Regions from separate parts of the Sus scrofa genome. Here all the other regions are linked to region 1. Evidence: chromatin contacts called from public Hi-C data. All regions are on one chromosome and are shown on one strand. The core of a region is the stretch at or near the end of the contact, and the rest is flanking DNA. Distances in the headings are between cores, read along the strand shown. Region 1 overlaps CUBN (cubilin). Region 2 has its middle 26 kb from the start of VIM. Region 3 holds the start of TRDMT1 (tRNA aspartic acid methyltransferase 1).

What was found. A called contact is a pair of places that touch in the nucleus more often than the background predicts.
Region 2: a Hi-C map of embryonic fibroblasts shows a contact between it and region 1, with 2.7 times the contacts expected there. The contact joins two enhancer-like sites. A contact is called at or near these places in 2 of 47 Hi-C or Micro-C datasets (embryonic fibroblasts and heart right ventricle) and 1 of 2 datasets of contacts at active chromatin or transcription factors (alveolar macrophages).
Region 3: a Hi-C map of embryonic fibroblasts shows a contact between it and region 1, with 2.8 times the contacts expected there. The contact joins the promoter of TRDMT1 here to the enhancer-like site in region 1. A contact is called at or near these places in 4 of 47 Hi-C or Micro-C datasets (embryonic fibroblasts, fetal skeletal muscle, fibroblasts and 1 more) and 2 of 2 datasets of contacts at active chromatin or transcription factors (alveolar macrophages and skeletal muscle).

The regions. Positions count from the first base shown.
Region 1 is chr10:43,340,267-43,345,243 of Sscrofa11.1, forward strand. All of the region lies in intron 22 of CUBN (cubilin), which reads right to left. Among named protein-coding and RNA genes, the nearest start is that of CUBN, 72 kb to the right of the region's middle. Within about 2 kb of position 2,620, at least 27 of the 83 cell types and tissues checked have an H3K27ac peak or open chromatin away from gene starts, as enhancers often do. A contact at or near this core is called in embryonic fibroblasts, fetal skeletal muscle, skeletal muscle and 1 more, where this site is marked.
Region 2 is chr10:43,539,726-43,544,702 of Sscrofa11.1, forward strand. No RefSeq gene overlaps it. Among named protein-coding and RNA genes, the nearest start is that of VIM, 26 kb to the left of the region's middle. Within about 2 kb of position 2,631, at least 6 of the 83 cell types and tissues checked have an H3K27ac peak or open chromatin away from gene starts, as enhancers often do. A contact at or near this core is called in embryonic fibroblasts, where this site is marked.
Region 3 is chr10:43,488,977-43,493,953 of Sscrofa11.1, forward strand. It overlaps TRDMT1 (tRNA aspartic acid methyltransferase 1), which reads right to left and starts at 2,107. Exons shown (of 11, transcript NM_001162885.1): 1 at 2,044-2,107. The coding sequence starts at 2,107.

The sequences.
Region 1 (4,977 bases), core at 1,370-3,869:
CTCCACCACCTCCCTGCTTTGCCTGCTGAGATGCTTCTGTGATTAGCCAAGGACATGAGCTATCAGTGGTTCTGTATGAAATCATTTAGGAAACTTCTCGGTTCTGCATGATTCCCCAGGACCTCAGATTTTCTAGACGTGAGCTACATAAATAATCAACCCTGAAATCACCATCTGCTTCTATTGGCATATTTGGTTGAACCATCTTCAAAGTGCATACTTGAGAGAAGATAAAATTACAGGTTCAGCTTCTCTGTAAGGAAGGAAGAAGCCTCATTAACCCAAATCTAACTTTTACCTACAATTTTCTGCTAGGCGATCACAGTCATGGCTTCTTGTTTTTCCCACGCAGATCACCGATTCTAATGAATTATGAATATAAGCCAAATCACTAGAGCAGCTATTGTAAAACTGTACTTGGATTATCAGTAATTTTAAATTTGGCACAGTCATGGTGCTTTACAGCTATTATGTGATTTTTACAGAAAATGTCTCTTTGGATCTTCCTCAACTATGTGAAACTGCCAGATCTTATAACCTCCAATTTTTAGAGAGCCACAGATGAACAATCAGAGACTCCTGGAGGTTAAGTTCTGAAAAATTACTTAGTTCAGACATAGCAAAGATATAATTTAAACCCAAGTCCTCCCCTTCCAGGCCCTATGCTCTGTAATAATCCCTGGTTTCTCTAAGTATGAAAAGTCAATTTAGAAATGAAGGTGAGTAGAAAACTAAGAACATCACAATTAAGTGTTTTGTTTAGCATTTTCATTCTAAGAACTAAAAAATATGATCCATTAGATAAGATAAATCTACTGAGCTGGCAAGTGCTGGGATAGCCAGACATGCAAAAATATGAGAAAATACTGACCAATAAGAGAATAAATCTTAAAAAACAAACAAACAAACAAACAAAACCAACAGACCTAGTAAAAACCTTTTCCAGAGGGAAAATATCTGAATATCTCAGAGTGGAAAATACAGAATTCAAGTTGGATAGAAAGAATCAGAGAGGCGTGTGACCTGCCCAAAGCTTTCCAAGTTAGCATCAAGGCTGAGACTGGAACCAAGGCTCTGACTTCAAATGCAGCCTTTCTTTCACCAAATCATAACAAGGACTTCCTACGATGAGCAGCAATAGCCCAGTTCCCCATTACACCTCATAGCGATTTATATGCTAGGACTTGACTTTTAGAGTCTCTGACGAACTGCAAATTTTCACTAGAATCACTTGAACTGCTCGTTGAAAACCTACCCTAGACCTATTTGAATCAGAATTTCTGGATGGGCCCCTAATATCTGAATTTGTACCAAGAAAACCTTACCTTAAGTTTCCAATGAACAATTTGAGAACACCACTCTACTGGATTAAAGATTTAAAATAGCATTCATTTCTTCTAAAGGAAACTTCATTTACCCTTCCATTACCATTTTTTGACTCATCACTCTTAGATGCTTTTTCTGGGCTCAGTGACAGGACAATGGATGAAAAACAACACTGAACACCCACTGTTGGGTAGGTGGGACTCCGGGCTGGGCATGAGGAGGCTGAGAAAGCCCATTTTTAAGCTAATATTGATGAGGTTCTGACACTTCCTGGCCATTTTCCCAAATGATTGTAACATTTCTCTCTTTGCAAAGAAATGAAAATTCCTGGGAGATGGGTCACAGCTGTGGCTCAGATTTAATCCCTGGCCGGGAACTTCATATGCCATGGGTGTGGCCATTAAAGAAAGAAAGAGGGAACAAAGGAAGGAAGGAAGGAAATTCCTCCATGGTTCTACCATAGCTCTAAAGTGAATGATACCAGCCACATCGCCGGCAGTTCCTATAAGCATTTTCAAGAGCTAATCTAAACAATGGAAAAGCAAATGGATTCAATGTTCAGACCGGACTGTTTGGGTTCTAAACTAACTACCTGTGTATTCTTGGAAGGAAAAATTCAATTCTGGACTTCAATTCCCCTCATTTGGAAAATAAGGTAATTGGAGTAGATTAGTGTTTTGAATTGTCTGACACACCATTAAAAATACATTTATATCAATCACGCACACACATGGATAATGCAAACGGGTTTCATGAATTTATACCAAACTTTGCATGATAAGGTCTCATACTTTCTTGTCTATTCTTTTCTATCCTATTCCACACTTTTAACAAAGGTAGGTAGCAATCTAATAAAATAATATCATGACCCACTAAAGAGTCATGAATGTTTCAATGCTTGAAAAACACTAGACTAAAAGTTATACAGGTTTTCACCTAATGTTAGAATAAAAAATGCATTAGATACATTTCTCCATTCTTTCTTATCCTTTTAAAGTCCCTTCATGGTAGGATTATTTTAATGTCTATGTTAATAGAAATGAATATTATCATTTAAATAAGTAAAGTTAACTAATCAGTTCTATTCTCTCAGCATTCAAATGCCTTGTACTTTAAAATAAGCAAGGATTTAAAACCTGGTTTTATAATCAGTTGCTAAGAGATTCTCAAGAGTCTTTACCCAAGAATATTTTCCTTTTAGTTCTTTGTTTCTCTTCCCCAAGCACATCTGGAGGGAGGCAGAAACAGTGATGAGGGAAGCAGTCAAATTCATGACCAGGAGCTGATCCCTTTCCTCCCAAGCACATATTTAAGGACTGAGATCATAGCCTCATTACAAACTACAGATGGAAAAGTAACTGGACTCAAGTTAGAAAATTTAACCTTTATCAGATGAAGACAGGGAAGCCTTCAGCAGAGAAACTCAGGCCTGTTGTATGAGGGACTGAAAGTCAGCAACCACACATTGTCATTATTGCTCTAAAAATAGCTTTTGCTAAAGCAATAAAATAGGATGAAGGCCAATGACTGAGCCTCCATTGACACTTTCCTGATACTGTTTCATTCTGCAGAAAACATCAAAAAGAAGATGACACCTGAAAAGAAAGCATCCTAATGCCTCCTGTTTCTGCTTCAGGTGGGCATCTCACTCAAACTCCGGCCACCTAGAGGGCGAGCCCAGAGCCAGCAGTCACCAGCCGGACCCCGCCATCCGTCTCCTGAGTCCAGACCTTCCCTGAGCTGCCCTGCAGGGGCGTCCTCGACAAGTCACAGGAGCCAATCGCTCAGGTCCTCATCTACATGGACACTGAGACAGGCGCCAAAACATCAAGCTGAGGGTGCCACAGAGCTTCCTGAATCCAGTCATCTGGTTGCGATTTAGAATATTTGACGGTGGGAGTCAGACAGATGAAATCATTCTGTAAAAGGCAGGCACACAGTGACCAGCCAGGCTCAGCCAAGGGACGGAAAGCAAACACTCCCTCGCCTGTGATTTCAGCCCTGTCTGGACCCAACGAGCCAAAGCGGTGATTACCACACATGGAGGCGGATTGGAGAGTCTTCAGTGCTTGCCACCTCAAGATGCTCTTCTCTATTATCCACTGTCTTTTCTAGTCTTCTCTTTATTTGTCAGTTTCCTTTACTTTCCAGCTTGTTGCTTTTGTGTTTCACAACTTACTGTTATTTGTCCTGGTATCTTATCGTCCTGAATTAAAACTTTACATCTTCCCTGCCAGATGATTCCTATTGCTCTTGGTTCTTCATGCACTGGGTGTTGCCTTACAAGCTAGTGTGGTTCCAGCAGAGCTCTAGCAGTCGTTGCAGAGATAACTTGTGTATCATTACAGAAGGTTCCATAGTATTTGAGGAGGCCCTTCCTGCACTGTCTGTTATCTCAGTTATTGCTAGCTTATTCATGCAGCAAATTAAATTTGTGCTCATAGTTGATTAGAGCCAGAAGACATCTCAAAGATCATCAAATCCAATCCCTTAATTTTACAGATGAGAAAACTATGGCCCAGGGAGTTCAAGTGACTTGCCCCAAATCCTAATCTAATATGCAGCTGCGGTTTGGACCACATATACGAGGCAGATAAAACCACAGAAGTATGGAAAATTGTGTGCATGCTATAATTCCTTGGGAAGTCAGTTTGGGTCATTGGATGTTAAACACCTGAACGAAGTCCAAGGAATATGTCAGTCATATGATATAACTGATTGTCATTGCTGAGGATTCAATTTCCCGGGTGCTGGAGCTGGATAATGAACTGTCTCGAGAGCGGGATCCATGAGAGAAAAAGGAATAGGATTTGCTCACACTCAGGATTCTGGAGACATCTACAGCCATACTTCCAAGACATAGAATTTAAACTACTACAGGGAACAGCCTGAAAAGAAGAATCATGGCCACCTGCTCTGAGAAGAAATAAATGAGAAATTGGGAGGGACTCCAGGTGGAATATTCACTTACCTTTTTATTTTTTTAAAGAGAGTTGGGGCTTTAAAAGATGAGTACCTGGGGATCTCTGGCTGCAGGACTGTGTCAGAGGAGCACATCTGAGAAAGGCTCTGAGTACTCTTCTGAAGGGGGATGTCTGAGAATTGCATTTCTGGAACAATCTGAAGGCGCGAAATGCTTGGGAAGCTCAGTCACCTCGTCTATGTCTACACCGGGTAGTATTTTGGTCTAAGAAATAGTTTTCTAAATATTATGCAAAATGAAAACTCAGACTCTCTAAAAAGGTATACATCCCAGGTGGAAACATGAGCCTGGAGAGACATAACACCCTCCTAAATCCCACAGGCTCTGGGCTTAGGAGCACCTCTGGTTTACACATGACCTCAAAGACTCTGCTGCAAAAGGTGTTTGTTTCTCATACTTCATTTGCAAAGAGCAACGTAACAATGAGAATTAAGTAACAGGAAAAATAGCATGAAAGGAATAAACACTGGAAAGGTTCAAATGCATTGGGTCAAATTTAGAAATGTATACAGTGACAAGAAGTCTTTCATTTTCAGCCACAGAATTCCCCATGAAGTAGTTTTCTTATTCTTAGCAATGGTTGTCATTTTTCTAATTTCTTAAAATAAGTGTTTAGTGTCTTTGGTAATGTTTAATTGTGATAGAATTTTAAACTTGCAGAAATGTTA
Region 2 (4,977 bases), core at 1,381-3,880, 200 kb after region 1:
ACCTTTGGAAACTATAGATTGCCATAGATACAAGGTACTCTGTTGAGATTGAAATCAAAAGTCTCAATCAAAACTGACTTGAGAAGATAAAGAAAACCTGAACAGTCTTTCTTAAAAGAAAATATTAAGAACAAATATCCCAACAATTGAAGTCTACCAAACATGTAATGTAGAAATTCCAGTTCATCCCAAACAGTTTTAAATCATAAAAATGAGAGAACATTTTCTAACTCATTATGTGAATATGGCATAACTTAATTCCAAAACTAGACAAAGACCCAGTAGGAAATGAATACTGCAGGTCAACTATATCCATGGATAGAGACGCAACTATCCTAACAAAACATCAGCAAACCAACTAGTGTTCGCTGTGGTTCTTTGAACAGCAAAAGATGAAATTAGATGTACAAGAGATTTATTTTGAAAGATAAAATGAAAGACATATGAATAGATAGGTAAGCCTTTAGGCTGACATCAGTGAAAGGAGAGAAGGAAGGATGGAGTACTAGGAGCAGCCTCGGACGGCAGTACAGATTTAAGTTTCAGCAAAGCCCGCAGAAGGTCCTCAAGTTAGTTGCTGGTTAAATGAGTTCCATGTGCCACAGGACTGGGTCAGTACTATTATCTTTACTGTGTTCAGCCAATAGTTTGGGGGCGGCCTAGGGGAAGTGTGTCCTTGACCCAAATGTAGTAGTGAATCCAGAGGAATGACACTGGGATCAGTTAGGTTCCTTGAAACAGGAGATGTTAAGTGATATAGTTTTCTTACCATTACACAAATCAAGCACTACATTTTTAAAACATATTTCTGTATTTTAAACATATAAAAATAAATGTTGAGGACAGCTCAGGGATATGAGATTATTTTAATATTAAAAACCAGTTTGGGAGTTCCCATAATGGCTCAGTGGTTAACGACTCCCACTAGGAACCATGAGGTTGCAGGTTCGATCCATGGCCTTGCTCAGTGGATTGAGGATCCAGTATTGCAGTGAGCTGTGGTGTAGGTCACAGACGCAGCTCAGATCCCACATTGCTGGGGCTGTGGCATAGGCTGCCGGCTGCAGTTCTGATGAACTCCTAACCTGGGAACCTCCGTATGCTGTGGGTGTGGCCCTAGAAAAGACAGAAACAAAAACAAAAACCGTATGATCTACTTAAGAGACACAGAAAAAAATTCCATAAAAGTCAACACCGAATTGTTATAAAAACTTTTAGCAAAATAGGAATATAGAGGCCCTTTTTTAAGTTGCGATGAGATAGCTAAAAGAAACCAAGAGTAAACTTGAAAAACAATCATGAAATAATGGAATTATTCCCTTTAAGACCAAGAAAAACAAGGATGCCCACTCTCTCTGCTCCTATCCAATACTGCACTACAGGAAAAAAAAAAAAAAAAGATTAAAAGCATAATGACAGAAAGAAGAGATAAAACTGTCATTAATTGCAAAGAATATCACTGCTTCTTTGAAAAAACTACCCACAGACAAATTACGTGCAAAGAAAAGCAAAGGGATGAGAAGAAATAAGACACTCTTTTAGATGAACACTACCTCGGAAAGATATGCCTTACCAGATAGGACTCGAGTAAAATAAAAGGGTGTAATATCGGTGTAGAGATAGACCTCAAGGGAATATCATAGAGCACGCCCCCCCAAAACCCCATGCATCTTAGTTTGGTCTATGATAGCAAAATATCATAAACTGAGTGTATTAAACAACAAACATGTATTTCTCACAGATCTGGAGACTGAGAATTCCAAGATCAAGGTGCCGGTAGATTTGGTATCTGATGAGAGCCCATTTCCTGGTGTGCAGATGGCTGTCTTTTCCCTGGGACCTCCTATGGCAGAGAGAGTTAGAGAGAGACTGAGAGCTGGCTTCCTGGTCTCTTATAAGGGCACTAATCCTATTGTGCGGACCCCATTCTTATGACCTCATCTAACCCTAATTACCTCCAAAGGCCCCTCCACCTACCTTCACACTGGGGTTTAGGGCTTTCAACCTATGCATTTTGAGGGGACAGAGGCATTCCCTTCATCACACCAAGTACATGGAAATTTGCTTTATGATAGACTGGGCACTGTTCTAACCATCTAACTGGAAAATCATGGAGAGAAGGACCCTTAAATGGGAGATATACCATTGTATATCCAAAGCTTTTCCTGAAGCCTTTCTATAAGAGAGAGCCAACCTTCTCTTTCAGCCCCCGTCGTCCTGAATGTGAAGCAACATATACCTTGAAAAAGAGACAATGACTGGATGGTTTTCGCATCCCTTGAGGTGCCAAAGATTTTCTTGACAATTCAGAAATTCCATACCTAATAGCTCACCGTCCAAAAGCAAAATTAATTTTATATTAACATAAAGTCTAACATTAACTATAGGAAGCTTGCATTATGTTTGACCATCTCCAAAGCCTTTCTTTTCCCACTCATTGTCTATTTCACCCCAGCCAACAAATCCCATCTTTCAATTCCAATTAAATGTGGATAATATAGACCACCAACAATAGATGTAGGGTCACGGATCGAGTCAGATAACTGAATGTTCTCCTCATCATCTCCAGACAAACCCTCTTTCTGCCTGTGACTCATGGATCTTACACTGGTTTACTGTGAGAACTAAACATGGAGAGGTTGACGCTGTCCCCAGGTGGCAGATGGGGTGAACTGCCTATGAAACGATGCAATCAGCTCCAGGCAGAATACATTTCAAAATGTTTCTCCCTGTGGAGTTTGACAGAAACAGGCAATTTTTGCTCTAACTGCCATGTGTTTCAGCAAATCACACTGGCTGTTCTGAGGGGTCAACTTTCAGGCCCACCAGGGACTGTTTGAGTTCTTTGGCGTCAAACTGCCAGACCGGAGCTGAAACAGAATGTCACTCAGGCAGTTCCAGTTTGTTCTACTCAAGAATTTGTTATACTCAGACCAAGGCCTGGCTTTCAGTACCGAGGGGTAATGACATTTCTTGGCTTGACCATAAAGTCCTCTTGACCATATCATGCTGATGAGATTTTAGTTTCTGCTTACATGAGATTTTGTAATGGGAACAGCATCTAAAATGGTTGATAAGAAAAAAATACAAGGTGACCTATTTCAAAGCAGCTCTATGTTCATGTGATTTGGCCAATGGACCTTCTTTTAAATGGATCTATTAATCAAGTTGGAATTCGTAAAATGTGAGCCCCCCCAAAAGTTTGTAAAATGTGAGACCACCAAAATGACACAAAGTTTTAATCCCAATACTGTTTTTATGTGTGTGTGTGTGTTCTAAAAATATGCTATAATCATGTTTCTGCCAAGGATGGACTATTGTCTTTAGGCCAAAGCTTGAGAAGATAAAGTATAGCATCCAATTAGCTGCCCAGAGGAGAAAGAAGTATGTTTTTTCCCAAAACAATTTTTTATTGAATTATTAGGATGTTGTGTTAGTTTCAGGTATACAGCAAAGTGATTCAGATATATATATTTATATTCTTTTTCAGATTCTTTTCCATTATAAGTTATTATAAGATAGTGACTATATTTCCCCGTGCCATATAGTCAGTTCTTGTTGGTTATATCTTTTATATACAGTAGTGTGTATCTGCTAATCCCAACCTAATTTATCCCTTTCTCCTTTGATAACCATAAGTTTGTCTTCTACATCTGTGAGTCTACGTCTGTTTTGTAAATAAGTTCATTTGCATCATTTTAAAAAAGATTCCACATGTTAAGTGATATCATATATTTATCTCTGTCTGACTTACTTCACTTCGCATGAAAATCTCTGGGTCCATCCATGTTGCTGCAAGTGCCATTATTTTCACTCTTTTTAATGGCTAATATTCCATTGTGTATGTATATGGAATTATATATTCCATTACACACACACACACACACCCATATCTTCTTTATCTACTCCTCTATGATGGACATTTAAGTTGTTTCCAGGTCTTGGCTATTGTAAAGAGTGCTGATACAAACATTGGGGTGCATGCATCTTTTCAAAGTAGAATTTTTTTTTTCCCAACATATAACCATGAGATTGCGGGATTATATGGTAACTCTATTTTTGGTTTTTAAGGTACCTCCATACTCTTCTCCATAGTAGCTGGACCAAGAAACATGCATTTTAAGGGCAGAGAACCTCCAAAGCTATAACATGGCCCGAGCATACTAACCTGAGTAAGCAGGAGCTGGATCGCCCTTGGGAAATGGGTGTCCACACCGTTGGGCACATGTGTAGTCTCCAAGTTTGCCACTGTGGCCATTCTGTTTAGCTAGCTATTGTTCAGTTCCAAGGTGGTGGATCATGATGGCTGGCTAATGTCAACTGCAGAGTCATTCTGTCTACATGGTTGTTCAGTGTTTCTTCTGTGGTGGGATGCTTTCTGGCTGGCATTAATTGATACAAAAATTTTCACACTGTGCATCTCCCATAGTCCCCTCCATATGCCTCTCCCTCAGCCCTCCTTGTATCTAAGGGTCCAGGCCTCTTCTTTCCAGGCTCTTGGCCGGCTAGCCACGCTGTAGGTCTCAGGCCAGGAATCTCTATATAGTCTGACTTTGAGCTGCTATGCCTTCTATGCCAGATGTGTCACTGGCATCCCTACTCATTAGGAAGAGCTTTGCTCCCATCCCCACCCTACTGTCTTTCAAGGCCATCTGGATGTGGCTGCAGTAGAGCCACCAGGTATTCCAGCTTCTACCCACAAACTGAGCCCAACCACCTGTACACCAAGTGCAAGTTTTTGCTGGTTTTATGGCACTTCTTCCCCCACATGGCCCCAGGAGAGCTGGAGGTCTACAAGGAAGGCCTACCAATGCAACCACAGACGGTGACACGGTGTCTGGGCTACCAGCTCCTGCAGCTTACCTGCGCTCTCTGGTCCAGCTCAGGCTCGATTCTGTATGTATCATTTCCATCCCTATTAGGGTCCATGGTGAGAGCTGTTGCTCAGAAGATGTAGAATTCTCCATTGCAGATGAT
Region 3 (4,977 bases), core at 857-3,356, 150 kb after region 1:
TCCCATGGTGACTCAGTGGTTAACAAATCCTACTAGGAACCATGAGGTTGCAGATTCGATCCCTGGCCTTGCTCAGTGGGTTAAGGATCCAGCATTGCTGTGAGCTGTGGTGTAGGTTGCAGAAGCAGCTCATTGCAACCTACAGCACAGCGTTGCTGTGGCTCTGGCGTAGGCTGGCAGCTACAGCTCCAATTAGACCCCTAGCCTGGGAACCTCCATATGCCACAGGAGCAGCCCTAGAAAATGCAAAAAAAAAATAAAATAAAATAAAATAAAAGAATGGAGGGGAAATCTAATGTTCAACACTTAAGGAGTTATTGAATTGTGGCTTATGATAAAGTATTAAGTGAACTTTAAAATCACATTCCTTAAGGGGTTTCAAGATATGAGGTAAAATGTTGACATTATACAACCTTAGAAAATTAAGAGAGCAAACAGTACTAAAGTTTTGCTTAGTTTTCTTGCTGTTAAGTTTTGGTATGAGAACTGAACATACCATTAAATAATTGGTAAGCAATAAAAGTTTGATAATCACTAATCTCTTCTAGAATCAAAACAAACTTAGGTGCTCATCTCACTACCTACTGTCTGTCTTTTACAGTATAACTCTCTTGTTACCCTTGGTACTAAAAAAGGAAGCAGGGAAGTTTCAGTTTTGTGGTTGTCTTAGTAATTTAAGAATAAACATGCACATTCCAAGTCTATTCATCATTCTCTACCTCCAGCGCCCAGCACAGTGCAAGAACAGAAGAAGAACTCAATAAACCTTTTTCGAGTGAATATCACCAAAAATAAACCAACTTAGCACCCCATGTAAAAACCTCAAAATGGAGGAGGTACAGAAGATAGTGACAATTTATATTTTGAGTGGTTACAATGTATCAGGGATTATTAAACTTTCCTCACTTTTTATTTAAGCCTCATAATAATCCATCTCTGGGAAGAACTATTGTTCACAATTTTTTTTGATGTAGACATTTTTTTATTTCCCCAATACGCTATTTTTTCTACTGTACAGCATGATGACCCAGCCACACATACATGTATACATTCTTTTTCTCACATGATCATGCTCCATCATAAGTGAGTAGACGTAGTTCCCAGGGCTACACAGCAGGATCTCATTGCTAATCCATTCCAAAGTTAAAACCAACAACCAGGTTCACAAGTGCTAAGGAATTAGCCCAAGGTCACATTGCAACTAAGTTTGAACTCAGTACTTCTGGCGCCTAAAAGTATACAGACAAAACAACAAGACGAGAGGTTTCTTTTCTTCTTTTCTTTCCTTGTTTTGTTTTAAAGGCCGCCCCACCCAACCCCTGCAGAGAAAATTCCTGGGCCAGGGATTTTTTTAATCCACAGCACCTTCCGGTTCCAACCTGCACCTCCTCAGCGGCTAGAGTGGGGTTCTTAACCCACTGCACCACAGCGAGAACTCCAAGATGTTTCTTCTCAATGACCAGAATGGACCAGGATTTTTCTCTAAGCTTCCCCTACAGTTCCACTTAGTGTTCACCAACTTCTACCTTACAAGACAGTTATCACTTTGAACACCCATCCTCACTAGCAGAACCCTGCCCAGCGACCTCCCCCCCCCGCTGTGACTTCTTCGAGGATAAAAGACCAAGATTACACGCCTCTAGGTGACAGTCACACTCAGAATTGGGGGCTGGCAATGCGCGGAATCGGGGGCGGGGGAGGGCTCGCCCCTCCCCCTCTGTCAGTGCCATCTCGGTTTGACTTCACAGCCACGCCTGGGGGATCAGGACTCACAGACTGAGTCTGGGTAAGTGCCCTAGTCGCCCTACGAACAAGGCTCGCGGCCTGAGGAAAGCAGTTTCCGCCCGAAGAGGCCAGCTGGGTCGCCACGCCTGATGGTTTCCAAGACAACCAAGCACACCACCCCCATCCCCCCAACCTCCCAGCTTCCCTACCCCCCCCCCCAGTCTCCGCCCCTGGCGTCTCGCCGCTCCGCCCCTCCCAGGAGCCCGAGCTCTGACCCGCGCCGTCGCGCAAACAGAGAGGCCCCAGGCCCCCTCTCACCTCTCAGCGCCTGGTGCATGCCCCCAATGCCGCTGTACAGCTCCAGGACCCGCAGGGGCTCCATTCCCACGCCGCCGCCGCCGTCGTCGCGGAGCTAGGCCTGCCGGTCCTGTTGCCCCATCTTCCCCCGGCCGCGCTGCTCCCTCGCGTCTGGTTCCGCGGCGTTTCAGTTCCCCCCACTTAAAGCTCAGCCTCAGGTCCTCACAGAGCAGCGCAGGGCCGGGCGGGGAGTCTGCAAGGGTCAGCAGGGGGGACAAAGGGCAAAAAGCACCAAGACCTCCCACGTGAATAGCAGCCACTCCGTGGCCTGGTTTTTGTTCCATCCTCCTTCTAAGGAGGGCCTTGGGAGCTCAGTAAAGGGGCTGAAATCTGCCTTTGCCTAAGGTGAGTAAGCACAGGTTAGAATCCAGAAACACTCAGTGTGAGAGCAACACAACTGTGAAAGCAAAGCAACGCTGAAACATCAGAGTTGAAGAAAGGTTTTTAACAGTACCAAGCATGAAGAACAGCTGGCTGGTGTTCAAAAACTCTAAACTCCCTACAGGGTTTCCCCAAATCATTTTTACCGGTCAGGTGCGGGAAGGGTATCCCATGGTTGTGATCAGATTGGGCACAGGTCTCTGACTGGTTGATGGCGTCAATCCTTAGGCGCCAAAAGGTCGGAAGGCTGTAGTTCTCACGATCATCAAGTACTTAATTCCTTTCACTTGGTGGTGGATTTGGCCTCTAAAAAACTCAGGAAATACTCATGAAGTACTAATTATGTAGGTACTTCCCAGAGGAGTTAAAGCAGAGGAGGTCGGGGAGGGGTCTGTCCTAGGAAGGCTCCAGAGGGTTCTGCTCCTTTACAGGAACCCGCCTCCAAGTCCATCCAGTGACCTAACTGTTAGAACTTTGATTACAAACTAAGAAAACATGATCGCATCCAGAAGAAATGGTCTCATTGTGAAGTGTTTTTCTATTGTTAGGAGAAACTGGGGAGGACCGCTTGTAGTAAAAACTAACTGGTTAGAAATTTTCACACGTACTAATATCACGATGCTGTTAACAAAGTATGACTACTGTATCTGAACTATGAAAGTTACTGATCCAGGTTGATGGGTTCCATGACGTTTTTTAATCATAAATGTATATTGGCCTTTAAATTTTGGTTTTTTCTTTTCTTTTTAGGGCTGCACCTGAGGCATATGGAAGTTCCTTGTAGCAAATCCAGCAAATTTCAAATCCTTGGAAATGCCGTATTATTGCACAGTCACTGATTATAGGTGCGTGTATGTATATACATATATATATAATTTTTATTGTTACAGCTGCACTTGCAGCATATGGAAGTTCCCAGGCTAGAGGTCAAATTGGAGCTGCAGCTGCAGCTGCCAGACTACACCACAGCCACAGCAACACTGGATCCGAGTCACAACTGTGACCTACACCACAGCTCACGGCAACACTGAATCCTTAACCCAGTGAGCAAGGCCAGGGGTTGAACACAAATCCTCATGGACACTATGTCGGTTTCTTAACCCACAGAGCCACAACAGGAAACTCCTAAATGTTTTTGGATTGGTCACTTATTTCAGGTCAGAGGAGTGGTGTGGTAGAAAGACACCAGAGAACAGGGTCTTAGCCCTGGCATTGCCAATAACTCGTTGTGTGCCTTGGCGGTGAGCCTGCTTTCCTCATCTGTAAAATAAAGAGAAAGAAGGGAAAGGATTGCTGAGCACCCTGTAGCTCTAAGATTCTGTGGCTGAACTAGTGTCAGAAAAAATTATTCCTGATTGAGCCACATGTTTATTATCCACTTACAGTGAAATGATCTAGAAAGAACTTTTAAAAATCTGTCCCTGGCCTTGCAGTGGGCTAAGGATCCAGCATTGTTTTGAGCTGTGCTGTAAGTTAAGACACAGTTGGGATTCTGTGTTGGTTGCTGTGGCTGTGCCGTAGGCCTGCAGCTGTAGCTCTGATTTGCCCCCTATCCTGGGAACTTCCATATGCCTAGGGTGTGGCCCTAAAAAGCAAAAAAAAATAAATAGAAAAAAAAACATATCTAGAGTCTGTTTAGCATGAGTGTTATAAATCAAAATAAGTTTGATGGAGGATCTTACCCTGTAGGAGAGCAGACAGAAATACATGGAAGAGTTCATGAAACATACCCACTTCCTGAGAGGAAGAGAGGTAGAACCCCATCCCTCTCAGTTTGTACAGGCTGATTACAAGGGTCTTCGCAAAGTAGCGCCAGGCTTATGTTTCTGCGTTATCTTTGCTTTCTCCCCTTCTCTAATGCTGATACAAACTAGAACACTTGGAATCCCCCAAACATCCTTCTCAGTTTCTTTGCTTCCATTCATTACCCTGCCTAGAAATCCTAGCCTTCTTAAAGACCTAAACTTTGAGTCTTCCTTCTAGACTCCCAGGCTAGAAACCCCTGACTTGTTTCAATTCCCCAGTCCACCCCCTCCCAGTCTTCTGAACTACACACTCCACCTGTTCCTTTAACTAAATCCTTTCAGTTGGTTCTAGCCCAATGTTTCCCTCCTATAGGCCATGTCTTCTCTTCCCCTGGTATTTCCTGGCTAAAGCTTTTCACTTACCATTTCAAGAATGGAAACTTCCTCCGTAATCACAATTTACAACTATCTCCATGGAAACATCTGTAGACATTAGGCCCTCTCGGATTATGTACATGTTCCCTTCCAAACCATGGTACGAGTTGTGTGAGTTGGGGGTCCCGTCCCTGAGAGCTGCAGAGGAGGAATGTGAGATGGGTAGATCAAAAAAAACAAGGAGTTCCCTGGTGGTTCAGTGAGTTAAGAATCCTGTGTTGCCACTGCAACAGTTCAGGTCACTGCTGTGGTGCAGGGTTAAAAACTCTGGCCCAGTAAATTCCACATGCCATGGGTGCAGCACAAAAAAAAAAAAAGAAAAAAGAAAAAAAAA